Regions from separate parts of the Sus scrofa genome. Here regions 1, 2 and 3 are each linked to region 4. Evidence: chromatin contacts called from public Hi-C and HiChIP or PLAC-seq data. All regions are on one chromosome and are shown on one strand. Each heading gives the region's core, a stretch centred on a gene start, on an enhancer-like site or on the middle of the called end of the contact. The rest is flanking DNA. Distances are from core to core; before and after follow the strand shown.

Region 1 (6,574 bases), core at 773-3,272, 100 kb after region 4:
TTGCGGTTTTTGACTCATTATGTAGAAAATCAATTTAGTAGGTTGTTACCAATAAAATAATTTAGAGTTTTCATGTGGCTTAGCAAGTTAAGTATCCGGCATTGTCCCTACAGTAGGCTTGGGTCACTGTTGTGGTGCAAGTTCAGTCCCTGGCCTGGGAACTTCTGCATGCCGTGGGTGCAGCCAAAAAAGAAAAAGAAAAGAAAGAAATTTAGATAGAATACAACTTAATATAATGATAAATATTGCTTATTATTTCATGAACTTTTATATATGATATATAATACATATGTGTGTATATACACACACTCATTAAAAAGATATTTCTTAGTTGGGGATGGTCACAGTCAAAACAAAATTGAGAAATATTATTCTAGATCGCAAGGAGTATTTTTTAAAAATACCTGTCCTCTGATTGGACAAATGGTCCTTCTCAAAGGGGGTTCTGTGGTTGGCTGTATCTAGGAAATCATGTATATTATATCTCCATTTTGGAGATTAGCAGTGTGTATTAATAAATTATTTGAGAGGTCTTATGGGTAAATACCAAATTTATTTGAACATAGAACTCTTTCCCCCTACCATGTAATGCCTTTTACTGTTCTGAGGATCTAGTTTTTGGAGAATTACACTTTGGGAAACACTGATCTTGTTTTCTTGTCATGAGGGAAAGTTTTATCTATTCAGTCTGGAAGTTCTTATATATAGGGCTAAGGGTGGATCCCTTTTCTGTTACTGGGATAAGTAGGTGGTGGTAGGTACGTTCTGTGGGTTTTGAGAAAGGTGAAGGTAAGGAATAAGGGGAGAAGTGCTTTTCTCTAGAATCAGGCTGAGAGAAATTGTCTGTTCCTAGATAGAGCTCCTTTTTGAGAAGGGAACTGTGAGAGTGACCAGGACCCTAATTGATGAAAAAAAAATTTTTTTTTTCTTGTTTCTACAGATTTGGGACCTAGGAAAAGGCCTGACGATTCCCCAGCTAACCCAGTCTGGAGTGGTTGTCTTGATTCTTACTGTGTTGTCCTCTGTAGGGCTGGCAGCCATGTGAAGAGCTGAGTTCCCAACATCATCGTCCTGCAAATTACTACATTGATTTATCTTCCTATTTGTTGCTGTTATCTTCAGCCAGGGCAAAGCTCTGACCCTTTTGTGCTTGCAGACCCTGTTGGAGCTCAGCAGTAGAGTACGTTATAGAACCATAGTAGTGGAAAAGTGTCCACTTTTCCCCTTATTTTTAAAGATAGAATGACTGCAAAAACTCCCTTTTCCTGCCCCCAGCTTGCAGCCTACTCTAGGCCTGGGAGCCCTCATTCTCTCTCCATATTGGGCCTTGATTTATGCTGAGGGTCAGCTTTTGGCTCCTTTTTCCTGAGACAGTAGAAACAATGCCAGCTCTGTGGCCCCTGCCATGGGGACTGGGAGTGGGGGCTTTGGGTGCCACTGCCTGTGGGTTGCTGGCTTAAAGGACAATTCTGTTCATTGGTCAGAGCCCAGGGTCTTTAGCACCCACACAGTGTGACTGAAAGGAGAGGGGTGGGGTGGAGGGGAATTAGCTTGTTCTGGCTGGAGTGAGATAAAGAGGGTAAGTTGGCTCATGGAGCAGGTGCTTTGGGGAGAAGATGTATATAGCTTTTGATGCAAGAGGAAGATCTGGAAAATGGTGGTTGAACCTATTAAGGGTCATTTCTCTTCTTTACATTTCCAGAAAAACCAAGCCTAATATGTTTTCTAATCCAAATTCATGTGACAGCTTTTTCTGACAGTGAATTAAAGTTATCATTTTGTCTTTGACTCTCCTTGATATCTTGAGAAACCAAGGGCATAGCGGTTGGGGAGGATCCAGTTTCCTCCCCCTCCTTCTGGTCTCAGGCATTTACATCGCCCAGTCTGACCTTTCTCAGGAGGGAAGCAATTTGTCCTACAAGTGACCAGTGGAAAATTCAGAGAATCAACTATAAGTAGCCAAGGATTTAATGTCATGCCGAAATCTCAGAGAAGGAAGAAGCAAGAGGAAGGAAGTTAAGCATGCAGAGAGCTTGAGGTTATTACAGGCTCCAAAATCCCACTGAGAACTGATCATAAGCTTCAAGGCAATTATAATCTAGTGGAACAGTGGAGGTGACAGCCAAGGGCCCATGAGCTTAGTATGTAAACTTGAGGAGAAAAGAGAATAAAGATAAGAAAGGAGAGATTTTTGGAAACCTGGAAAACTTTTTATAGTTTATTGAGAAAACTTGATACTTTTTTGTTTGTTTGTTTTTTGTCTTTTTGCTATTTCTTTGGGCTGCTCCTGCGACATTTGGAGGTTCCCAGGCTAGGGGTCGAATCAGAGCTGTAGCCACCGGCCTACACCAGAGCCACAGCAACGCGGGATCCGAGCCACGTCTGCAACCTACACCACAGCTCACGGCAACACCGGATCATTAACCCACTGAGCAAGGGCAGGGACCGAACCCGCAACCTCATGGTTCCTAGTCGGATTCGTTAACCACTGCGCCACGACGGGAACTCCTGTTTGTTTTTGCTTTTTAGGGCCACAGCTGACATATGGAAGTTCCCAGGCTGGGGGTTGAATCAGAGCTTTAGCTGCCAGGCTACACCACAGCCACAGCAACCCGGGATCCAAGCTGCGTCTATGATCTACACAACAGATCATGGCAACACCAGATCCCTGACCCACTGAGCAAGGCCAGGGATCAAACCTGCATCCTCATGGATACTAGTTGGGTTCATCATCACTGAGCTGCAACGGCCAAATTTGCTACTTTTATAATAAATCTGTAGAGGCCCTAACTCCCTTGGCAGGAGCACTGTTTTGATAGTTTTTGGAAACTCTGGGGTGATGGATCTGTCTTGTCTGTCACTCTGAGTTGTTAGCCAGCCAGTTAAAGCTGCGGGTTGGAGAGGAGTAACGATGACTAACTGGTCTCAGTGGAGAAGAAGATCTTAGCTGCCTCAACAGTCTTCACCCCAGCTCCCAGATACTGTTTGGCTCTAAGTGATGATCACTTCTCCCTTTTTGCTAGAGTGGTGCTGAGCAGTCTCTGTAGCATTCCTCCAGGTTACACCATATGTCCTGTGTACTTGTCTCTGGAGTGAGGTACGTATGTTCACAAGGGAACAGTTGGGGTATTGGGCCTGGGAGAGGTTTGGCAAGGGCATTAAGTTTAATAGCCCTTGCCAGAAAGATGCAGAATAGGGATGATGATAAACAGAAATTGGAGGCTGGGAGATGAACAGGGGATTTCTTGACTTTTTTGGTGACTTCTTATCATTCAGGTGATTAGGATGGGGGAGGGGTAGAGTGGTCATCATGTTTGTTATTTTGTCCTAAATTTCTGCTTACTGTCTCTATTTTTCTTCTGTACTCTAGTCATTTCTGTTCTTCAGTTTTCTTTCTTTTTGGGGGGGGGGCTCACCTGCAGCATGTGGAAGCTCCTGTCCTGGGCCAGGGATCAAACTTGTGCCATAGCAGTGACAAGAACCACAGCACTGACAATGCTGGATCCTTAACCCACTGAGTCACCCGGGAGCTCCCTGTGTCTTCCGTTTTCAAATTTTATTTGTGCTTTTGCTTCAGTTGTGCTTTTGTAACTATTTTCCCCATGTGTTCTGTCATCAGATACGAAGCCTTAAACAAAGATTCCATCTTCTACTCTGGTTTCCTATATGTTCTCCCCCCCACCCCCCGCCTCCTCCAAATGTGCATATACATATTCTACTAATGACTGTACCTCAAACTTTGAAGTTGTAGTTCATATTCAGGGTGAAAAATGAGATGGGTGAGGGACTAGTTATTTGATGTTCCTTTTGCTCAAATTTCCTCCTGGTCATTTCTGGAGTATAATTGACTCAATCCTTGTAAAAATGTTTTCTTCTCCCTACTCTTTCCTTCAACCCTCCTCCTAGTTATGGGTTACAAGAGGCAGCCATAGCAAGAGGGAAAAATCCAAATCAGTAAAAGACTCAACAATGTTAATTTTCCAAATTTGCCTTTACTCCCATCCATAATTTCCCCGACCGGGTGTCACTCAGTCCCCAGACAGCTTTTCTCAGTGTGGTCCCTTAGTCCCTTATGGAGTTCCAAGTTGGCATTTTTGGACCTCAGCTAGTTTAGGACCTGCACAGTGTTCAGGCATACACGGGCTTCCAAGTGAGGTCTTTGGAGAGTTGGCTGGGCTTTGGGGACCTGGAGTGTGACCTGCAGAGGGATGTGAGCTTTGGGGATGATCTGGGGAATTGAGATTTGAGCCTGGGGAGCTTGGGATTATGGTTGATCTTGGAGCTTGTTGTACTGTCTTTATGATAGACTTCCCAAATTTCCTCTGGCCGTCTGGATCGTGGGGCTGTCAAGAGTGGAATAGAGGAGACAGTTGTTTTAGGTTAGGCCTAGATAATTCCCAGTTTGTCTCAAAATTCTAAATCTCTTTCTCCCCATTTCATGGGCAAAAGGTTAGGTTTCAAATAAGCATAGTTAAATTTGATACCCCTAACTTCCCTTTGAGATCAGATCACTTTTTACAGTGTGTAGGGGTTGTGGATAAGGTGTCCTTAGCTTATCCCTTCAGGTCTCAGAGATTGCTTAAAGACTAAACTGGGTAAAACAGAATTGGCTAGAGGTTCCCCCTGCTGGGATTGTGGTGGTATGACAGGCATTTTTGAGGCTGAAAAGTAATGACAGTATGGGAGTTCCGTGGTGGTCTAGTGGCTAGGACGTGGTGCTTTCATAGCTGCAGCGTGGATTCAGTCCCTGGTCTAGGAACTGAGATCCCACATCAGGCTTCTACATGAGGCACAAAAAAAGAAAATAGAATTGAAGTTAGGTGAGGAATAGATACCTTGCCTAAGATTTCAGGACGCAGCCCATTGGAGGCCTTCAGTAAATTGGGATTTTTCTGTATCCATTTGGTGAGGGAGGCTGCACCGGCAGCTGTACGGGAGGTCAAGGTCACTCGAGCAGGGGGTACCTTCAGAGGCATATCCCAGGTGCCCATGAATGAACCCCAGGGACTTGCCTAAAAGGAAAAAAGATGTGTTCCTCATCAGTGCTTCTCACTCCCAGCAACTAACCTGTCTTATTTCCATTCTTTACCTTTGGGAATGCACTGTAATAAAACAAGTTTTGAAAGCATAATTTTTCCACTCTTCCTTTGCCCTCTTTCACTTAAATTACCCTAAAATTTTCATCCCTTTACCTCTGGCCAGCTTAAATTCAGCATCCTTAGGCAAAGTTTGGCAGAGTACCCACTGTATTATTACCTGAGGTGTTCATTTTATACAGATCATTCATTGATTTAAGGTGTTAGATTGCATTTAAATTTTCTACATAGCTGCAGGAGATTGCAAGTCTCAGTTCTATCCCTCAGTTCTTGAGTGGAGATGAGTATCTCACCTTGGAGCGGGGCACTGAAGGCAACAGATGACCACGATCATTGGCGATAATCTGAGTGTAGCCTTCATGGGAAGAAATCCTCTGGGATAGAGGTGGGGAGAGAAGTGTTTGTGAAGATGGAGTGGAAAAGTGGAGGAAAGTAACGGGCTTGAATTAAGGGCTGAGGGAGAGGAGGATATGGGAACTTAAGGTTGAAAGGAGTTAGGTGCCAGTGACTACACAGAGTATGATGTAAAGAACCAGAAACTGGTGGTGTGGGTTCACTCATCATGGAATACCTGTTTTGTTGGCTTGGCGAGAGACCAGTTCTGCAGATACCTGGGTGAGAAAGCTTTTTCATACTGTGAAGAAAAAGATGAGAATCCTTATGGTTCAAAGGCCCCAAGCCTAGGAAATGATGTTACGCACAGTCCTTTAGATTTGAAGACCAAAGGCATGAACAACTAGGCTAAGCTTTAATTCACTATAGAGAGGATGTAATTTGTTTCATCTAACTGTATGCAGTCCCACATGGAGCCACTAGCTACATGTGGCTACTGAGCACCGGAAATGGCGGCTAGTCCAAATTGAGGTGCTTTGTAAGTACAGGTGACCCTTGAACATAAAGGTTTCAGTTAAGCAGGTTCACTTAATTTTTTTTTTCAGTATATACTACAGTACTACACGATTAATGGTTGGTTGGATCTGTGGATGCGGAACCCTGGATGCAGAGGGCTGACTGTAAACTTACATGCAGATTTTTCAGCTGCCTGGGGATCTGAGCCTTAGTACCTGCCTTGTTCAAGGGTCAACTATATAAAATACACTGGTTTTTGAAGACAGTACAAAAAGAGAATGTGAAACATCTGATTAAAACTTAAAATATTGATTAAATGTTGGAAATAATATTTTGGATTTACTGGACTAAATTAAATTATTAAAATTAAGGATTTAAAAAAATTTTTTTTCATGTAGCTACTAGAAAATTTAAAGTTACAAATGTGACTCACATTATCTTTTTATTGCAGTGCTGGTTTAGACCAGAGGTCAGCAAATTGTGGCCCATGGGCCAAATCCATCCTTATGTCTGTTTTGGGATGGCCTGAAAAAAGCTAAGAATTATTTTTATAGATGAACATTTCCAATTTATTTGATAAAAGGGAGCATTAACTTTGTATCTCAATTAAGCTAAATATTTTCTCATCC
Region 2 (6,829 bases), core at 1,812-4,311, 66 kb after region 4:
TCCCCAACTTCTAGGCCACCAGGGAAGCCCATGATTAATATGTCTCTATTTTTTTTTTTTCTTTTTCAGCCACACCAGTGTCAAGTGGAAGTTCCCAGGCCAGGGATCTAAATCCAACTGAAGCTGCAACCTATACTACAGCTACAGCAATGCTGGATCCTTATCTCCCAGTACCACAGTGGGAGATCTGGTTTGGTGATTAGCATTGATTTGGTTTGTGGAGCTCAAAATATGGGGCTTGGAGTTCCCGTCGTGGCGCAGTGGTTAATGAATCCGACTAGGAACCATGAGGTTGCGGGTTCGGTCCCTGCCCTTGCTCAGTGGGTTAACGATCCGGCGTTGCCATGAGCTGTGGTGTAGGTTACAGACGTGGCTCGGATCCCGCGTTGCTGTGGCTCTGGTGTAGGCCGGTGGCTACAGCTCCAATTAGACCCCTAGCCTGGGAACCTCCATATGCTGTGGGAGCGGCCCAAGAAATAGCAAAAAAAAAAAAAAAAAAAAAAAAAAAAAAAAAAAAAAATGGGGCTTGATCATAAACTCCACAGGCAAAATCACCATTATCAATAAATGTTTATAGTATGTTGTAGTCAAAATCCCTGCTTAACTCCATCTCTCCAGTTGTAATCACTTTCTCCTTTTATCCCCCACCCCTTTCCTGATACCCCTTTCATAAGTTGGTGGTGTGTGTGTGTGTGTGTGTGTGTGTGTGTGTGTCTTTTTAGGGCCACACCCACAGCATATGGAAGTTCCCAGGCGAATCAGAGCTGTAGCTGCCAGCCTACACCACAGCTCATGGCTACACCAGGGATTGAGTGAGGCCAGGGATTGAACCCTCGTCCTCATGGATAGTAGTGGGGTTCATTACTGCTGAGCCATGATGAGATTTCTGAGTTGCTAATTTTTTTGTTGTACTTCTTTCTTTTTCTACTGATCCTAAGGTTATAAACCTCTTGAGAATATACAAGTTTGTATCTTTGAATCCCCTAAAGCACCTTCACAGACTCTGGCAAAAAGTCAGTACCACGTATGTTAAGTGAAATTATTTAAAGAGCTAAGTGAAAGAGGCATTCATTAGGTTTGTTAATGTGAAGTTTCAGAAGGCCAGAGTAGGAGTTCCCGTCGTGGCGCAGTGGTTAACGAATCTGACTAGGAACCATGAGGTTGCGGGTTCGGTCCCTGCCCTTGCTCAGTGGGTTAACGATCCGGCGTTGCCATGAGCTGTGGTGTAGGTTACAGACGTGGCTCGGATCCCGAGTTGCTGTGGCTCTGGTGTAGGCCGGTGGCTACAGCTCCGATTCAACCCCTAGCCTGGGAACCTCCATATGCCGCGGGAGCAGCCCAAGAAATAGCAACAACAACAGCAACAAAAGACAAAAAAAAAAAAATAATAAAAATAAAGAAGGCCAGAGTAGGATCAATGACTAGAAGTTCAATAGCAAAGAACTGTATTTTATTTAATTAATTAATTTTATTTTTTAAATTTATTTTTGGCTAAGCCTGAAGTGGTCAGGAATGAAACTCCCACCACAGCAGTGACCTAAGCCATGTCAGTGACAATGCCAGATCCTTAACTGCTGGGCCACCAGGGAATGCCAAAAAACTGTATTTTAACATAATTTCCATGACGAAATTGTTTACTAAATGAAACTTTTTGTTTTTTGTCTTTTTAGGGCCGCACCTTCGGCATGTGGAGGTTCCCAGGCTAGGGGTCTAATTGGAGCTGTAGCCGCCAGCCTACGCCACAGACACAGCAATGCAGGATCTGAGCGAGTCTGCCATCTATACCACAGCTCACAGCAACACGGGATCCTTAACCCACTGATCGAGGCCAGGGATGGAACCTGAAACCTCGTGGTTCCTCATCTGATTCCTTATCCACTGAACCACAACGGGAATTCCTGAAACTTGTTTTTTGAGGTATCCATTATTGAATGTGTTAGAGCAGTCGTGAAGATCAGCTGTCAGTAATGTTGCAGAGGAGATTCCTGAACTGGTTAGAAAATCCAGGTCAGAGAGTCTCTAAGCTTTCTTCCGATCCAGAAGTTTTTTAAAGTGCTTTTTTTTGGCCAGCATTACATGCAAAACAGTACTTTCATTTAATGCAGAAGCAAGTGAATCTGTGCTATTTAAGCCCTGAAAGGAAAAGTGCAGGAGTGCTAAATATAAATGAGATCTGAATATTAATGTAATTAATATGTTTTATTGTAGAACAGGAGTTGCCCTGGGCTGTCTCCTTCACTCCTCCTCACCCTCCCTCCTCAAAAGAGGCTCAAGAACTTTTGTGCTCTTCCATTTCTTTCCACTTGCTTGTTTTATCCCTTTAAGTCCTAAGTGCTCTGGAAGTGACTGCTGTGTTTGGATCCCTCAAAACTGTTTTTATGTATACAAATCAAAGTAAGTTCTCCCCACCCCACCCCAGGTTCTTCTGGCAGTGGGTGTCACCCACATAGCCCTGAAAGAAGGAAAAGGGAGCCTTGTCTTTGGTTGGTGGGCGGCTAGCCCTTGTGGCAGCTCAAGCCCAGTCGTTGTGAGGCATAAAACTAATCGAAGTGGTGAGAGGAGGTTCCCAGTCCTTGGGAATGGTGGTCTTCGAGGTTCTTTCTCCCACGGACCTTCTGCATTGTATCTCTGTATTGGTGAAGGTTCACTTAAGAATGGGAAGGAGCCTAAGCATCTTTTTCCCTGGGTGTCTCAGTTGCCCTTACCCAGACATTTTCAGTCCTACCTGGGAGGAGTAGGAAGTGAAACTAGGCTGAGATATCCTCAGGGAAGAAGGTGGGCAAGTCCTCTGCTTTGTGGTGCTAAACAAAATGAATGTGTCCGCAGGTGAAACGCAGTCTGCAGAATCTGAGCCGGCGGCAATTTTGCGAAAGCCTTGGTACTTTACGGTAGAAGTCCGCTGAGAGGCAGGGGCGGAGACCAATTGAGCAAAAAAAAAAATATATATATATATCAGCAAAGAGGCTGAACTGAGCTGAGCCAGAAATAATCAGCAGAGTCTGATTTGGGCTGAGCCAGAGAAGCTGCCAATCCTCTTAAAGAGCCAGTGTACTCACGTGACAGAAGCCCCCGCCCACTACCCCTCCCCTCACCAGAGTGGTGAGGCTGTCTGGCGTCACTTCCGTCCAGGCCGGAACCCAAGATGGCTGCGCTCTTGTTGAGGTGACTTTAGTGTGGGGCTGGGAGTCAGTGCCGGCGGCCCTTTGGAGCTCTGCCCTGGACCCTCACGTCTTGCTGACAGCTGTTTACCCCGTGTCTGGGCAAGGAGGGGACCCGTGGGTGGAGGTCACGCGCCCTGGAATCCTAGAGACCCTCCCCTCCCCCAGCCGCTCCTGTGAACCCTGTAGGGCTTCAGGGTCACTGGCCGATTATCTTTTCCTTACTCCTTACAGATGGGTGGCTGGGCTCTCGCCCTTTCTACTTTTCCCACTTTTCGTACTTCTTTTTCCCAAATTGCTCACAGTGCCGCAGCCAGAGACGAGCTCCGAGAAAGTAAATAGCTGACTTCTCTTGTTTAGGGATTGGGCTTCGAGGTGAGGGATCTTGGTGTACTTTGCCTTTGCGTCTACTCCTGCAGACACCAGTTGCTGGCGATGAGTGGGTACTGCCCAGTTTCGTAAAGGGGCCCTGGCAGAGAGTGCAAGAGTCCTGGACCCCTACCCGGCTGCGTTTAGCAGTAGCGCCAATAGTGGTCGCTCTGCTACCCCACAGCAGCCAGGAAATTAAATTTTAGTTTATTTTTTGAGTTGGGAGGTGGAGGAAATGGATGACTCCGTTTTTCCTCTACAGTGTCACCTCGTCCACAGAAATAGCCTAGATTTTTTTTCCATTCTGAACTGTCCACTGTATACAAGGCCTCCTCTTCTGCTCAGAGCTTTTCTAGCCATAGCAACTTTAGTGACTTTAGACACTCTTGGTACAAATCCCAGCATAGTTTCGTGCCAGCACTATTTTTGGAAACTATTTTGTTATGGAAAGTTAGCTTTAATGCTGTTGAGATTTAATTTCTGATTTCCCCAAATGCCTTCTCATTTCTCTTTCCACTTCAGTCATGCAGTATAAAAATAGACAGACTTTATTTAGGTTTTCTCTGTGACAAAATGATTCCTCTTGGAGTTGAGAGCAGGGATCAGTATCTTAATCCTTCATTTTGCTACCTGCCTCTTATCTACAGATGTGTCTTTTTTTTCGTAAAGTCTGCCGGAGTTAGTCTTCCCAGACTGCGTTCTTTGTTACAAGTAGTTTGACCGTAATTGAGTACTTTTGATTTCTTTGATATATCATAATTTAGATGTCACAGGCTTTTTGGTGGAATTAACATGCTTGAAATAATCATGTTGGGTCTGTAACAGTTCGTTTTAGAAGTTTCATGATGAAATAAGGGATTAAAAACATTTTTTTCTTGATGGAAGTTATGGGCCTAATTCTAGTTCTCTAGAGGAATTTGGAGCTTTTATAATGTGCTGATTTAACCTCAAAGGAAAATACCTTCTAAGGAACCCTAGGAGCTGGTTTCTAGTTCAGTAATATCACTAGTTCCATTCTTTTGGACAAGTTGAGGTTGTTGATTACATGATTGTGGTTTCTTCATTTGTGAATGAAAATAGTAATAACGTAAACCTACGTAAGAGAAATCATGACTGAACATTAGTTTTTTTCTTTTTTGGCCGGCCTGAGGCATAAGGAGTTCCCTGGCTAGGGGTCTGAGCCATGCCGCGGCTGTGGCGACGCCGGATCTTTAACCCACTTTGCCAGGCTGGGGCTCAAACTGAGTCCCAGCACTTCAGACACTGCCAATCCCCTTACACCACAGCGGGAACTGCTGGCTAAACATTTTTAATGCTAGGTTAACAAAAATTATTAGTTATCACCGAATAGTATGTCATGGCTTTTGAACAGTGCTCTGTATTTTATATACTCCCTAAACTGTTCACAGCCTCTCTAGGGATGAATAACCACCTGAGTAGCACAAACTCCATTGGCATTTAGCAAGGAATGATTCACCAAAATCAATTTGGAGATAAAGAACTCAGCTAAGAACGGCTAGGCTTCTACCTAGTAATGTTCATGCAGCTTAAGCACAAAGCCACCAGGAGTCATTAGCCTTCTGGACATTGCTTGTCATATTAAATGCTACATCTGAAACACCCTCTAAAAATAAGGCTTAATTCTGAATTCCTAAGACTGCTTTTTTTTTTTTTTTTTTTTGGTCTTTTTGTCTTTTTTGTTGTTGTTGCTATTTCTTGGGCCGCTCCCGCGGCATATGGAGGTTCCCAGGCTAGGGGTCGAATCAGAGCTGTAGCCACTGGCCTACGCCAGAGCCACAGCAACGAGGGATCTGAGCCGTTTCTGCAACCTACACCTCAGCTCACGGCAACGCCAGATCGTTAACCCACTGAGCAAGGGCAGGGACCGAACCCGCAACCTCATGGTTCCTAGTCAGATTCGTTAACCACTGCGCCACGACGGGAACTCCCTAAGACTGCTTTTTAAAATAAGTATACTTATTCACAAAGCATTTTTTTGAGCCTCTAGTACATTCTACATGTCATATAATAGATGCTATGGATGCAGAGTATTCCAGCCAGTTTTTGAGGAGCTCAAAGTTTAGCAAAGGAGATAGATTAATTATTAAGCAGCATCATGTGATTCCCCCACACACACACTTTTTTGGCTGCCCCTTGGCATATGGAGTTTCCAGACCAGGAATCAGATCCTAGCCATAGTTGCAACCCAAGCTGCAGCTGCAGCAACGCCAGATCCTTAATCCTTAACCCTCTGTGCCAGGCTGGGGATTCAACCTGTGTCCCAGCACTTCTGAGATGCTGCCAATCCCATTGTGCCACATCGGGCACACCAACATAATGTTGATTTAGAGACATGAACATCTGTCATGTATGGGAGCATGACAGGTGTAGCATGTAAGGCTAAAGGGGTGACAAAGTTAGCATTTAGGGGTTGTTGGGTCTTAAAGGATGAGTTTTTGAGGCTGTGAGGGTGGTCCATTCAGAGAATAGCCTGAGCAAAGGCATATGGTCTTAAGAGGGCTTGCTGTCTGGAGTAAATGTAACATTCAACATAGTAGAGGTATAGAGGGCTGAAGAGAACTTGTGGGAGAATAGGCCTGGAGAGTTGGATTGGGGTCATGTTGAGAAGGGCCTTGTTTGACCACAGTATGAACCTTATACGCAGTGGGAAACTGTTAAAGACTTTGAGACAGAAGATCGATGAAATCAACTTTATTTTTCAGTAAGTTAACTCTGGTAATTTTTTTTTTTTTTTGTCTTTTTAGGACTGTACCCACAGCATGTGGAGGTTCCCAGGCTAGGAGTCTAATTGTAGCTGTTGCTGCCGGCCTGCCAGAGCCACAGCAACGCCAGATCCAAGCCATGTCTGTGACCTACACCACAGCTCACCGCAACACCGGATCCTTAACCCACTGAGCAGCTCCTTAACCCTCTGAGCGAGGCCAGGGATCGAACCTGCAGCCTGATGGTTCCTGTTGGATTCGTTTCTGCTGAGCCATGATGGGAACTCCCCCCCCTTTTTTTTTTCTTTTAACTCTGGTAATTTTGAATGATAGAGAAGAGATTGGTGCTAGGAGATCAATTCATTAGTTCCTGTTATAGTCATCCTAGTGAGAAATAAAGAGACTATGGACTAAAACAATTGACTGAAGTTTCTTAGGTAGTACTGGTAGGATCAGGTGATGCCTTGCATATTAATAGGGGGGAGATAAGAGAAAGGAAATCAAGAATGACTTACAGTGTAGCTTTGCAGTTAGTTGGGTGCTCATACCATTAGTCAGAACTTTTCTGTGTGAATGATT
Region 3 (6,264 bases), core at 1,765-4,264, 130 kb after region 4:
ACTCCATCATTAGAATGGAAACTCAGTCATGTCTCTTTACAATTTTATTTCTTCATCTGTAACATTTTGCTGATTAATAAGATTAAAATGATTAAATGACATTGTAAATTACTGTAATACAAAGTTAAGGTAAAACAAATGCTAGTCATTATGATTAGAAAGTGTATATATATTATCTGACAATACCACCCAAAGCAATCTACAGATTTTTTTTTTTTTCTTTTTAGGGCAGCACTTGTGGCATATGAAAATTCCCAGACTAGGGGTTGAAATGAAGCTACAGCTGCTGGCCTACACCACGGCCACAACAACTAGGGATCTGAGCTGCATCTGTGTCTTACATCACAGACAACACTCATGGCAACGCTGGATCATTTAACCCACTGAGCAAGGCCAGCGATTGAACCCGCATCTTTATAGATACTAGCTGGATTCATTTCCACTGTGCTACAATGGGAACTCCAGAAATTTACAGATTTAACATGATCCCTATCAAATTACCCATGGCATTTTCCACAGAACTAGAGCAAATAATCCTAAAACTTATATGGAACCACAAAATACCCAGAAATTGCCAAAGCAATCCTGAGGAAAGAATAAACCTAGAGTAATAACCCTCCCAGACTTCAGAAAATACTACAAAGTTATAGTAATCAAAACAGTGCAGTACTGGCAAAAAACATATGAATCAAATGAACAGAATAGAGAGCCCAAAAGTAAACCCATACACCTACAGTCAATTAATCTTTGACAAAGGATGCAAGAATATACAATGTAGAAAAAGTCTCTTCAGCAAGTGCTGTTGGGAAAGCTCAATAGCCACAAGTAAATCAATGAAGTTAGAACACACCCTTACACCCCACACAAAAATAAACTCAAAATGACTTAAAGATTTAAATATAAGACATGATACCATAAAACTAGAAGAGAACATAGGCAAAACATTCTCTGACATAAACAGCAGCATTCTCTTAGGTCAGTACACCAAGGCAATACAAATAAAAGCAAAATAAACAAATGGGATCTAATCAAATTTATAAGAGCTGTAGCTGTAACTTTTACAAAGCAAAGGAAACCATAAACAAAACAACAACATATGAACTGGAAGAAAATATTTGCAGGAGTTCCCATTGCGGCTCAGCAGAAATGAACCTGACTAGTAACCATGAGGACACAGGTTCGATCCTTGGCCTTGCTCAGTGGGTTAAGGATCTGGTGTTGCCGTGAGCTGTGGTGTAGTTCACAGATTCGGCTTGGATCTGGCGTTGCTGTGGCTGTGGTGTAGGCCAGTAGCTACAGCTCCAATTCAGCTCCTAGCCTGGGAACTTCCATATGCCTCAGGTGCAGCCCTAAAAAGACCAAAAAAAAAAAAAAAAAGAAAGAAAGAAAAAAATATTTGCAAACACTCAACCAACAAAGGCTTAATTTCCAAAATACACAAACACCTCATACAACTCATTAACAACCAAAAGCTTTTGCTGTTTAGTTTTTTAACTTTCTTAAAAAACTAAAAATAGAGCTATCATATAATTCAGCAGTCCCACTCCTGGGCATATACTTGGAAAAGATGAAAGCTCTAATTTGCAAAGATACAAGCATCCCAATTTTCACAGCAGGACTATTTACAATAGCCAAGATTGAAGCAACCTAAATACCCACTGGGAAAGGAATTAACAAAGAAGATGTGGTATAGATACACCCTAGACTACTACTCAGCCAAATAAAAAAATGAAATAATGCCATTTGCAACAACATGGATGGACCTAGAGAGTATTAAGTGAAGTAAGTCAGAAAAAGGCAAAACTATATGATGTCATTTATATGTGGAATCTCAAATATGACACAAATGAACTATTTATGAAACACAGAAAAAAACTTCCAGAGAAAGCAAACTTTGGGAGAGTTCCCTGGTGGCTCAGCAGGTTAAGGATTTGGCATTGTCACTGCTGTGGCTCTCATCACTTCTGTGGCATAGGTTTGATCCTGGATCAGGAACCCAGGCATGCCGAGGGCATGCCCAAAACAAAGAAATATAAACAAACACCTCCAAACTTATGGTTACCAAAGTGGAAAGGGGGTAGTAGAGGGATAAATTAGGACTATAGAATTAGCAGATACAAGCTTATTATGTATAAACTAGACAACAAGAATTTGCTGTACAGCACAGGGAACTATATTCAATATCCTTGTAGTAAATCATAATGGAAAAGAATATGAGAAAGATTATATTATGTATAACTGAATCACTTTGCTATGTAGCAGAAATTAACACAACATTGTAAGTCAACTACACTTCAATTTAAAAAAGACCAAAAAATGTATATTAGCATTTTTTTTTATATTAGCAAATTAAAGACCCCAAAACCTATTTAATTAGAGAACTGCTGAACTCCGTTGAACCAGAGTTTTCCTGGTTGACACATCCATAAGAACACTTTTAAACAGCACGCCTATAGTTGGTATGAGAGGATCAGAGAGGAGATCAGGACCTGGAGTGAACACGACCCAGCTGGAACACGCACAGAGCTATGAGGTGTTCAGATCTATGGGATCACCACTCGCCTCGGAGTAAGGCCGGGTCATTTCCAGCTCCTGGTGCCCAGCCCCAGATGCCAACCGGAGGCTTCTTGGGCGGTGCTCCACTTCCCTCCCACCAAATGGGTACCGTGACTTCGTGCTCTCACTGTCGGGAACCGATCAGCACTTCACAGGCTTCCGGTCCTGACTCAGGCCTGATTTGCGGGAAGGTTCCCAACCGAGGTGGCCAAGACAAACCAGCGGGCGGGGCCGTTCGCAAACCTGATGACGGGGAAGGCCCGACACTTGCAGGCGAGAATCGAAGGCGGCGCGCGGACGAGAAGCTGGGCGGAGTAGGCGAGCGCGGGGCGGGATGTCGGAGGGCGGAGGCTAATCCGCCTCCTCAGACTTCCGGGAAAGCCTGCCGCGCCTTTTCTCCAGGCTTCAGGCCTTGTATTAGGATTCTCTGTTTGCACCGTTAAGACGCTGAAGTTGGCCTTTGCGCAGAATTCGTGTCCTAGAGACAGGCTCTACGTCAGCGCGCTTGGCCCATGGGCCCAGATTTCAGGTCTGTCTGGGGGTTCCTGCGCAACTGCTTTCGCTCGGTCACTGCCCCGATGGTGGCCCTGGGAGCCTGCGGAAACGGAGGAAGTGGGGGTTCGGTGCCCCCTGGACGCTCCCAGGAATAAGAAGGCGAAATCACCACGCAACGAATTAATTTTGAAGTGCGCGTTTTTATCATTTCATTAATGTGTCCATGTTTTGTCTTTGTAATGAAAATTTATAATCTCACCTTTATATAACTAGACAGCTCTTTTGATAATGCGTCTTTCTTTTCAACCATGCTCCAAGTTGTCTCCCCACTCCAGTTTGTATTGCTCTGACACTTTCAGTTAAAATTATGCCACATACACGTCTCATTTCTGTTTACTCAATGTTTTTTTGTTTGTTTGTTTGTTTGTTTAGGGCCGCACCTGCGGCATATGGAGGTTCCCAGGCTAGGGGTCCAATCGCAGCTGTAGCCGCCAGCCTATGCCAGGGCCACAGCCATTCGGGATCAAAGCTGCGTCTGCGACCTACACCACAGCGCACGGCAACGCCCGATCCTTAACCCACTGAGCGAGGCCAGGGATTGAATCCGAAACCTCATGGTTCCTAGTCGGATTCTTTTCTGCTGTGCCATGACGATAATTCTCTCTTTTTTAACCGTAAAAACATTTGAGGAGCAGCAGAGTAAGGATCGGGTTGTCTCTGCGAGAGAGTTGGATCGCTGCTGATGTGGGGTTCTATTCCCAGACCTGCTGCAGCTGGTTAAGATCCTGCATTACCGCATCTGTGGTGTAGATCTCAGCTGCGGCTCAGATTGGATCCCTGGCCCAGGAACTTCCATACACAGGGGATGCAGCTGAAAAAGAAAACAAAACAAACAAACGGATTGTTTTTGAAAAGGTAGTATATAAAAGTGATAAAAATATAAATTCACATAGAATATAATTAAATATGAATTTATATAAATATAAATTCATACAGAGAACACAAACAGATGGTTGAGGGAGAGAGGGGTGGGGGCAGAGAAATAAAGGAGGGATAGAAAATAAAAAATAAAAAAAGGGTTCCTGCTGTGAACTGCGATTGATATTATCTCTGCAGTGCCAGGATGCAGGTTCCATTCCCCCTCTATAGCACTGTGGGTTAAAGGATCTGGAGTTGCCACAGCTGTAGCTGCAGCCTAGAGTAGTTGGCAACTGCAGTTCAGATCTGATCCCTCGCACTGGGAACTCCATATGCTGTGGGGCAGCCAGAAAAGAAAAAAAAAAAAAAGTGTGTGTGTGTGTGTGTGTGTGTGTGTATATATGTTTAAATCTTATTTCATATCTATATGAGATAATGGGTGTTCACTACATTTATTTTGGTAATCATGATGTAAGTCAATCATTATGCTGTACACCTTAAATTTATACAATGCTATATGTCAATTATATCTCAATAAAACTGGAAGGGGGAAACAACTGCTAGAATAAAAAACAGGAGTTCCCTGAGTTTCTATCCGGGTGCAGTGAAAACAATCCAAGTAGGAACCATGAGGTTGTAGGTTTGATCCCTGGCCTCGCTCAGTGGGTTAAGGATCGGGCGTTGCCGTGCGCTGTGGTGTAGGTTGCAGATGAAGTTCGGATCTGGCGTGGGTGTGGTTATGGTATAGGCCAGCAGCTACAGCTCAGTTCAACCCCTAGCCTGGGAACCTCCATATGCTGTGGGTGTGGCCCTAAAGAGGTTTAAAACAAGAAAAAAGAAAGAAAGAAAAAGAATAAAAAACAAATGAAGACTGGCTTTGAAAATTCCCTGAGCAGATAAAACAAGTTTAGTTATACAAGCAATGCTTAATTTAGCTTATTTTATAAGACAAGGGAGGCTAACTTGTCCTGAGTCACTTCTTGTTTATACCTCTGGAAATCATAGGCAAAACTTAAATTGTTCCCCAAAATTAGTGTAAGGTAACCACCAACCAATTTCCTATCACTTAAGAAAATTCTAATATTGTAACCAATCATTGAAAAATAAGCAGTCACTGCCTCCTCACTAATACAAGCTTCTTTATAACAATACAGTTGTCCCTTTACATTCATGGGTTCCACATTCTTGGATTCAACCAAGCAAGAATCAAATAAATTCAGAAAAAAATATTCCAGAAAGTTCCAAAAAGCAAAATTTGAATTTCCTACAAGCCAACAACTATTTACATGGAATTTACATTGTATTTACAGCTATTTACATAACATTTACATCGTATTAGATATTGTAAGTAATTTAGAGATGATTTTAAGTATATGGGAGGATGTGAGTAGGTTCGAGGCAAATACTATACCATATTACATAAGGAACTTTGGCATTCAAGGATTTTGGTGTCTGAGTGGGGATCATGGGACCAGTCCCCCCCAGATGTGCAGGGATGATGCTATATCCCTTTCCTCCATGTTTTGGTTTGAGTGCTCCTGGTTCGTGAACTTTTTCATTCTGTGCACAATAAACTTTTGCTAACTACAACTTTGATGATTCATTGGTTTTACTTTTTTTGTTTTGTTTTTTCCTTTTTAGGGCCGCACCGGAGGCATATGGAAGTTCCCAGCCTGGGGGTCAAATGGGAGCTACACCACAGCCACAATAATGTGGGATCCTAACTGAGTTTGCAACTTACCCCACAGCTCACAGCAACACTATATCCTTAACCCACTGTGCGAGGCCAGGGACTGAGCCTGCGTCACATGGATACCAGTTGGGATTGTTACTGCAGAACCACAACAGAAACACTTCATTTGTTTTACTTCTGTTGCTGAAGTTTTGACAAAGTATACACAAAGAAAAGTAAGTTTTCTTTCCAGCTCTACCCTCAATTCTTCATTGTCGTGGCCTGTGCACGCAGGTTAGAAAGAAGAGTTTTCCAGCATAGTGAGGTGAAAAGAAAGAAGAGTGTATTGAGATGAGATGGACTCTGCAATATGATTATCAGATATGACTTCCTGATAATTAGGGAGAGTGGCCCCAGGTGCTTGGTGGTGTCTGTTTTTACAGCCCAGGGAGAGAGGAGGTCTTATGACACACCCATTGATTTGCTGATTGGCTGGGGAAAGATGGGGTCTTCTGATATACTTGCTAATTGGTTGGGGGCATATAAGGTTGCTATAGGGGCCAGGTGAGGAGTGGGCCATATACCTTTCCTAGTTGGGGGTAGGAAGGAGTAGGCCCATTTGC
Region 4 (6,582 bases), core at 1,089-3,588:
CTAGGACCCAAGCAGTTTTTTTCCGCCTTGGGATCCCTCTCCATAGCACACTCACCTTCAAGGCTACAGATAGTGAAGAGCAGCACAGCTATGGCAAGCAGCTTCATGGTGTTAATGGTGGGAAAAGTGGCCTGCGAACAGTTGGGCACAGGGGAGGATCATGAAGCTGAATTGACTTCAGCCCCTCCCCAGGGACCACCTTGCCTAGATGTCCACACCAACCTGATTCCCTCCCTTTCCACAATTAAATCCCGGTCCTCTTTGGATGCTGCCCACACCTCTTGCTCCCTTACGGTACCTGTCAGTGTCGCTGTCCTTGCCGAATGTGCCTGGCCTGGCTGGGGAGGAGCTATATATCTGTCTGCTTCCCCACCCCCCTCTCAGGTAACAAGGACTTTGGAGGGGCCCAGTGAGGCAAGAACTATATTGGAGTAAACAAATTGGAAACATGGGGGAGGAGAGGATAAGAACATGGGGGACTCAGGATGAAGGGGTGGGAGGCAGGAGTGGAGGCCAAAGTGGGTGTCAAAGGGATACACTTTAGGTCTATTCAAGATTCATGCCTCTGGGGCCTGGGGCCAATAGTCCTTGGATTTGAATGCTTTAGGAAGCAGGATTTCTGTTTTTGTTTTTGTTTTTGTTTTTTCCTAGAAAACTCCGACATATCAAGCCCATAGCCCTTGCCATCTTTGTCCCTTCATGGGTAGATATCATCTCCCAAGCCTACCTCCCTTCACTGCAACTTGGCGGAGAGGTTATTGGGGAACAGAAGAAAGGACATGAAATCAGGGGCAGGAGTGAGGGGAATGTAGGTTAGGGGAAGAAGGGTTAGGTTCAGAGGGCAGGTATGATTGACTCTGTCCCTTTTTGAGTTAATGTGTAATGAATGAGAAGGGGAGAAAACAGAGCCCAGAATGACCTTCCTGAGAGCTGATCAGAGAGCACAGCCCACCCCCAATAAAACAAATTCAGAAAGCAGCCTCTTCCCTGCCCCTGAATTGGCGTGTTCTGGAGGAAAAATGAATGAAAGGCTTCTACCAAGGATAAAGGTTGAAGGTCTCTGGGCATTGGATCCCCTTATCAGTTCTAGGCGGTGGTCAGTCAGTATGAGTCAGCAGGGGCCATAGTATCCTGACCAAGGCCCCCGGCCCTAATCCCTGGACTGATTGTGAGGGAGGGCAGAGGTGCATTCCCCAGGCCTACGGCTTTTGGGTGAAATCAGCTCAACAGATATCAGAAGCATTTGTATCTTTCATCCTTTTGCCCTCAGACGTGTATGTAGAACATTCCTGAGAGATGGGAGTGGTAATGTAAGAGATAGTGAGGGAGGCAACAGGAACCCAAGAGATTTTATTCCATTTTCAACTATTCTCCTGTGGAGCACTTAGAACTTTTTTTTTCTTTTTGCCTTTTCTAGGGCCGCTCCCGTGGCATATGGAAGCTCCCAGGTTAGGGGTCTAATCAGAGCTGTAGCCACCGGCCTACGCCAAAGCCATAGCAACGTGGGATCCACAGCAATGTGGGATCCCTGCTGCTTCTGCAACCTACACCACAGCTCACAGCAACACCAGATCCTTAACCCACTGAGCAAGGCCAGGGATTGAACTGGCAACCTCACAGTTCCTAGTCGGATTCGTTAACCACTGAGCCACTACGGGAACTCTGAGCACTTAGTACTTGAAGGGCACTCCATTGACTTGTCCCTGGCTTTGGAGTGGAGTGCATTTGAGGGCAGGAGTCCACATGCCTAGATTTTATTTGCCAGCTCTGCCTAGGGACTCAGGGAAGGGCCAGTTCTTTCAGGGAACAGAGCTAAGGCTGCATCCCATGCTCCTCTACCCCAAACTCTCACACCCATTTCCATTCTACCGAGAGGTGAACTTTGAGAGGCGTGGACCTCCAGGGAGGGAAGTGTGGGTCCATTTTCCTAGGGAGAGCTGTATTTGTGACTCGAAGTCATCTGAAGGTGTACTGTGCGCTATGAAGGACTTTGAGGAAGAGTCCCCAGGGGTTCTGGGGGTGTATGTAGTGGGGGCACCTAGGAGTTACATGAAGCAATGTTCAAAAATGTTTTCACAGTGGTTCCCCCAGCCATACTTCACAAAACGTGTCTTCAGGTTAGATGGTGCAGGGATCTTTAGTGGCTCAAGCTCCAAGATGCTCCCTCTAGTGTCTTGCATGCTCAAAGATTCTTTCCGACCTTGGAGAGGCAGGGCGATCTAAGGCCATCTACTTGAGTAAGTCTAAGAAGCCACCAATCAAGCTCCGCCTGTCTCTGCAGTGCCGGGGTTGGAGCTTTCTGAATGTGAGGTCTGTCTTTCCTTTGTTTCCTCTTCTCCCATTGGCTTGTGGTCAGCAGCCAGGCAGTTTTTTTTTTTTTTTTAAATAGATTGGGCGGAGCCCAATATAGGGAGGATTAGGAAATCTTTTTTTTTTTCGCCCGGTTCCAAGATGGCGCCCATGACCACGCTGGGAATGCAGCGTGAAGCCGCAGTTATGCCATCACTCAAGATGGCTGCCCCCATCAAGATGACCGGGGTGTGTCGGGGGGAAAGGGGCAGCATGAAGGTCTGAGACGGTAAGGGTTATTGCTCCACCGCAAGCCTCGCCTTGGGGCCTGGGAATGAAGAGTAGAAAGACTAGGAAACTGGGTGAGCTCTGTGGTGGAGGCAAGAATTAGAGCGGGGGGGAGGGTACAGGGGTGACAGGTGGGGTGAGGAATTAAAAATGGGATGGGAGTGTGCTTGGGGTTCAAACTCCCCACCAGTGCCTTCTCCCACCTACTCTTCTTGTTCCAGGTCTAGCGTCGGACCATGTGGAAGTTTCTGGGATTAGGGAGCCAGATAATGGGGGGTGGGGCCCGTGGTGGGTAGCGGGAGCAATAGCGTCCTTTCCCAGGCGAACCCCGGCTCCCCTCCCCTCTCCTCTGGACTGAAATGGGGAACACATTGGGCCTGGCACCGATGGGCGCTTTGCCCCGCCGGAGCCCCCGTCGAGAGGAACCTCTCCCCAACCCTGGGAGCTTCGATGAGTTGCACCGGCTATGCAAAGGTGAGAACTTGGCATTTGGACGCCTCAGGTTGAAGAGGCAGAGAAGGGGAGGGAAATGCTGGGTGTCCAGTGATGGGAGCAGAAAAGAGGATGTCACAGCTGGGGTATGCAGCCTCAGGGAGGATCAGGTGCCCCAATGGAGGGGAGCATTTCCTGTTGCAGCACTTGAAAGGAGGTCAATTCCTCCAAATCACTGTCTATGGGATTGAAAGGGGAGACTACTTCGTGGGTTGGAGGTTCCTTGTCTGTGCTTATTCCTTCCCTTCCCCCCCTCCCCTCCACTCCCTTCAGATGTATTCCCAGCACAGATGGAGGGAGTGAAGCTCGTTGTCAACAAGGTTCTGAGCAGCCATTTCCAGGTGCTCCCACTTCTCTGGCCCCTCCTTACTACTCCTCCCTTCCTGTCCCTGGACCCTCTTCTTTCCTTTGTACCCCAGTTTTAGGCAGGCTATATGGGACAAAAGAGGGAGGATATGGGGGCTCTACTTCCTTTGCCTGTGGGACTTGTTGCTTTTAATCTGATGACCCGCTGCATATGTTGGAATGTATGGGTTTCTTAAAAGACCCGCTGGATGGGGAGAAGATGAAGGGTGGGATGGGGGATTGAAATGGAGCAGGAATGTTCTCTCTTCCACTGACTTTTCTTTCTTCAGGTGGCTCACACTGTGCATATGAGTGCTCTGGGTTTGCCCGGCTATCACCTCCATGCGGCCTATGCAGGGGACTGGCAACTTAGCCCCACTGAGGTGAGGGCTCCACACACCTGGGTTATCCCCGAAAAGCCCAGTTGGGACCCAGGTGTAGAGGAGGAGGAAATGTGTGTGTTCTGGGGAAGAATAGGTAGGGCACCTCCTCTGTGTTTCTGCTGAATGGGAGAGGGTAGAAAACATTTCTGTGATGTCTCTGTGGCTCCACTAGGGGGCGCTGGGCACTGTTAAAGAAATCCTACATTTGGCTTTAGTCGGAGTTGGTGCCACCCAGTTCATTCCTAACTGTGGACACTTTTCAACAGGTGTTCCCCACTGTGGTAGGAGATATGGACAGCAGTGGCAGCCTCAACGCCCAGGTCCTGCTTCTCTTGGCAGAGCGGCTCCGAGCCAAGGCTGTCTTCCAGGTGACCCATGGTTCCTGCTTCCATCCACTGAAGCATTTCCTCCTTCTCCTCCAGGAGTGTCCTGCTCTGGGGGCTCCAGGGGGAGGAGAAGCAGCACGAGTGATTATAGAGAGGGAGGGCAATTTTACTTCTTGCTCTCCCTACCCAGACTCAGCAGGCCAAGTTCCTGACATGGCAGTTTGATGGCGAGTATCGGGGAGATGACTACACAGCCACTCTGACCTTAGGAAATCCTGACCTGATTGGGGAATCGGGTGAGGAATTGGCACAGGGTTCTTTTTGTCTTGGCTGCCCATTTGCTAATAATGTTGGCTGTGCCTCTTCGTTGTTGGTTCAGGGATTAGTAAAGAAACTTCTTGGGCAGGCTGGGGTGGGGGCTGCTGGAGGTGAGGGAGCAGGCTTTCCTCTATGACTGACTCCATGTCTCCCCACAGTGATCATGGTCGCTCACTTCCTGCAGAGCCTCACTCATCGGCTGGTGCTGGGAGGAGAGCTAGTTTATCATCGGAGGCCAGGAGAAGAAGGGGCCATCTTGACACTGGCTGGGAAGTACTCGGGTATGGGGTGAGGAGGAATAGTGATGGGGAGGACTCGGCTGGGGTTCCTGGCCTGTGTTCTACTACAGTAATGCTCCTTTTCTCTTGTACTTTGGTTTTTACAGCTGGACACTGGGTAGCTACATTGAATGTGGGATCAGGTGGGGCCCATGCAAGTTATTACCACAGGGCAAATGAACAGGTGAGTCTACTGATCCCATCTCCCACCCCAGCAAGTCCCTCCGGACCTGCTGACCTTCTGTTCCTCCTGCCCACACTGCACAAGCATTTCATGAGTGCCTTCATTCTTGCTGATGCCCTGTCAGGACTCCTCTAGTCTTCACTCAGACAGATTCCTCTCCCCTCCTTGCCTGTGGTTCTCAGGTTCAAGTTGGAGTAGAGTTTGAGGCAAACACAAGGCTACAAGACACAACCTTCTCCTTTGGTTACCACCTGACTTTGCCCCAGGCCAACATGGTGTTTAGAGGTAAGGGTTATTCAGATGACATTCAGAGGTGCTAAGGGACTGGGGGTCGGCAGTGGGATGGAAACTCTGCCTCACTTCAGCAGATCCCTTTCTCCAAGACCTATTAAATAACCTAGTGTATATTCTCTTTCCCAACAGGCTTGGTGGATAGTAACTGGTGTGTGGGTGCTGTGCTGGAGAAGAAGATGCCCCCCCTGCCCGTCACCCTAGCCCTCGGAGCCTTCCTTAATCACTGGCGCAACAGATTCCATTGTGGCTTCAGCATCACTGTGGGCTGAGGTTGTCCCAGAGCCAGCCCCTACAGCAGCTGGAACCTCTGAGTCAGGTGCCCTAGGGCCAGAGACTAGGCCCGTCTCCAGAGCTCACCTTGCTGGGTGACCTCTAGGTCCCAGGAGCAGAGTGGGGACAGGACCATGCCCTCCTCAGAACTGGAGCTGCCACAGGAGCAGCTGCTGAGGCAGTGGCTTCAGGCTCCCACTTCTGCCATCAGCCCCAGTGTCATCTTCCCATGCTCTTGTGGCTCTGAACTAAGGGAGAAGGATTAAGGGGTATGTCTGGCTGAATTTTTCTCCCCTCACTCCCTCCTCCTTCATTTCCCTAAGGATTAAAGCTCCTAGCCTCTTCCTCTTCAGAGCAGAAAAATCTGCATGGGATTAGCTCCCCATCCTGTTTTCCATTCCGGGGTTTCCCAAGGCTGGGAAAGAAGGGCTGAAGGGCTAAATCTTTGACCTCAGAAAGTAGGGCCACCTATTCCCAGAAGGAGCTTCTTTACCTCTTAGCCCTGAGGCTTCCTCTTTCCCCATCTTCCGTGCTTCCAGAGAACAACTTTATCCCCACGGCCACCCCTTATTCTCCCCATTACCGCATGAAGAGGCAGTTATTGCTTTAATCTTTCATTGCAACCAGTGGGCTCCCTTTTGACGGCTCCCAGCACTTTCCCCTGGATGCCGTACACAGTCCATCATGTGCAGGTGGGCTGGGGAAGGAGGCAAACTGGGCCTCAGCTGCAGATCTCCTGGAGCAGCGGCATCATGGTGGACAGTCCCTGGATGTTCTGGATTTGGTACCAGTATTCTTTGTTAATGCTTCGGAGCTCAGCCAATAGGCCCAGCAGCTTTGCATAGAGAAACCTTTGGAAGAAGTACTGGGGTCACCAGGGAAAGAGGAGGGAAATAAGGCAGCCGAGAGTCTTTTCCTGAGGCCCTGATCCCCTGAACTGCCTGTCAGTGAAGCTAGGTCTGAACACTAGGGAAAATATGCTGTGGTATGACAAATGCATCAAAAGTTCCAAAGGTTCCCAAAGGAGCCACTATCTGACATAGACTTCTCTCACCATGCCATTTTCCTTGAACCCAAAGCGCTGAGGGTCAAGTGTGGAAAAAGCCCCAGACTTG

The links. Hi-C and Micro-C count contacts between places; a contact is called where the count stands out from the background. HiChIP or PLAC-seq counts read pairs in DNA pulled down with a chosen protein or histone mark.
Region 1: a contact with region 4 is called in a Hi-C map of alveolar macrophages, with 2.7 times the contacts expected there. The contact joins the enhancer-like site here to the promoter of TOMM40L in region 4. A contact is called at or near these places in 3 of 5 promoter capture datasets (fetal liver, liver and skeletal muscle), 31 of 47 Hi-C or Micro-C datasets (adipocytes, adipose tissue, alveolar macrophages and 17 more) and 2 of 2 datasets of contacts at active chromatin or transcription factors (alveolar macrophages and skeletal muscle).
Region 2: a contact with region 4 is called in a Hi-C map of liver, with 1.9 times the contacts expected there. The contact joins the promoter of SDHC here to the promoter of TOMM40L in region 4. A contact is called at or near these places in 3 of 5 promoter capture datasets (fetal liver and liver), 11 of 47 Hi-C or Micro-C datasets (alveolar macrophages, embryonic fibroblasts, epiblast stem cells and 4 more) and 2 of 2 datasets of contacts at active chromatin or transcription factors (alveolar macrophages and skeletal muscle).
Region 3: a contact with region 4 is called in an H3K27ac HiChIP or PLAC-seq map of alveolar macrophages. The contact joins the promoter of CFAP126 here to the promoter of TOMM40L in region 4. A contact is called at or near these places in 2 of 5 promoter capture datasets (fetal liver and liver), 5 of 47 Hi-C or Micro-C datasets (embryonic fibroblasts, epiblast stem cells, liver and 2 more) and 1 of 2 datasets of contacts at active chromatin or transcription factors (alveolar macrophages).

What each region holds. Positions count from the first base shown.
Region 1 is chr4:89,130,624-89,137,197 of Sscrofa11.1, reverse strand. It overlaps SDHC (succinate dehydrogenase cytochrome b560 subunit, mitochondrial), which reads left to right. Exons shown (of 6, transcript XM_003125659.6): 6 at 941-1,788. The coding sequence ends at 1,045. CFAP126 (protein Flattop) reads right to left here. Exons shown (of 7, transcript XR_001308305.2): 3 at 6,379-6,480; 4 at 5,668-5,730; 5 at 5,390-5,470; 6 at 4,836-5,012; 7 at 3,673-4,343. Among named protein-coding and RNA genes, the nearest start is that of CFAP126, 26 kb to the right of the region's middle. Within about 2 kb of position 2,022, at least 5 of the 83 cell types and tissues checked have an H3K27ac peak or open chromatin away from gene starts, as enhancers often do. A contact at or near this core is called in alveolar macrophages and retroperitoneal adipose tissue, where this site is marked.
Region 2 is chr4:89,165,396-89,172,224 of Sscrofa11.1, reverse strand. It overlaps SDHC (succinate dehydrogenase cytochrome b560 subunit, mitochondrial), which reads left to right and starts at 3,061. Exons shown (of 6, transcript XM_003125659.6): 1 at 3,061-3,162. The coding sequence starts at 3,143.
Region 3 is chr4:89,104,798-89,111,061 of Sscrofa11.1, reverse strand. It overlaps CFAP126 (protein Flattop), which reads right to left and starts at 3,014. Exons shown (of 7, transcript XR_001308305.2): 1 at 2,800-3,014.
Region 4 is chr4:89,231,260-89,237,841 of Sscrofa11.1, reverse strand. TOMM40L (mitochondrial import receptor subunit TOM40B) reads left to right here and starts at 2,338. Exons shown (of 10, transcript XM_003125660.4): 1 at 2,338-2,578; 2 at 2,799-3,051; 3 at 3,343-3,410; 4 at 3,705-3,797; 5 at 4,064-4,165; 6 at 4,314-4,419; 7 at 4,600-4,722; 8 at 4,827-4,903; 9 at 5,086-5,188; 10 at 5,327-6,582. The coding sequence starts at 2,937. The coding sequence ends at 5,466. NR1I3 (nuclear receptor subfamily 1 group I member 3) reads right to left here. Exons shown (of 9, transcript NM_001037996.1): 9 at 6,061-6,318. The coding sequence ends at 6,189. It overlaps APOA2 (apolipoprotein A2), which reads right to left and starts at 328. Exons shown (of 4, transcript NM_001186294.1): 1 at 299-328; 2 at 56-131. The coding sequence starts at 107.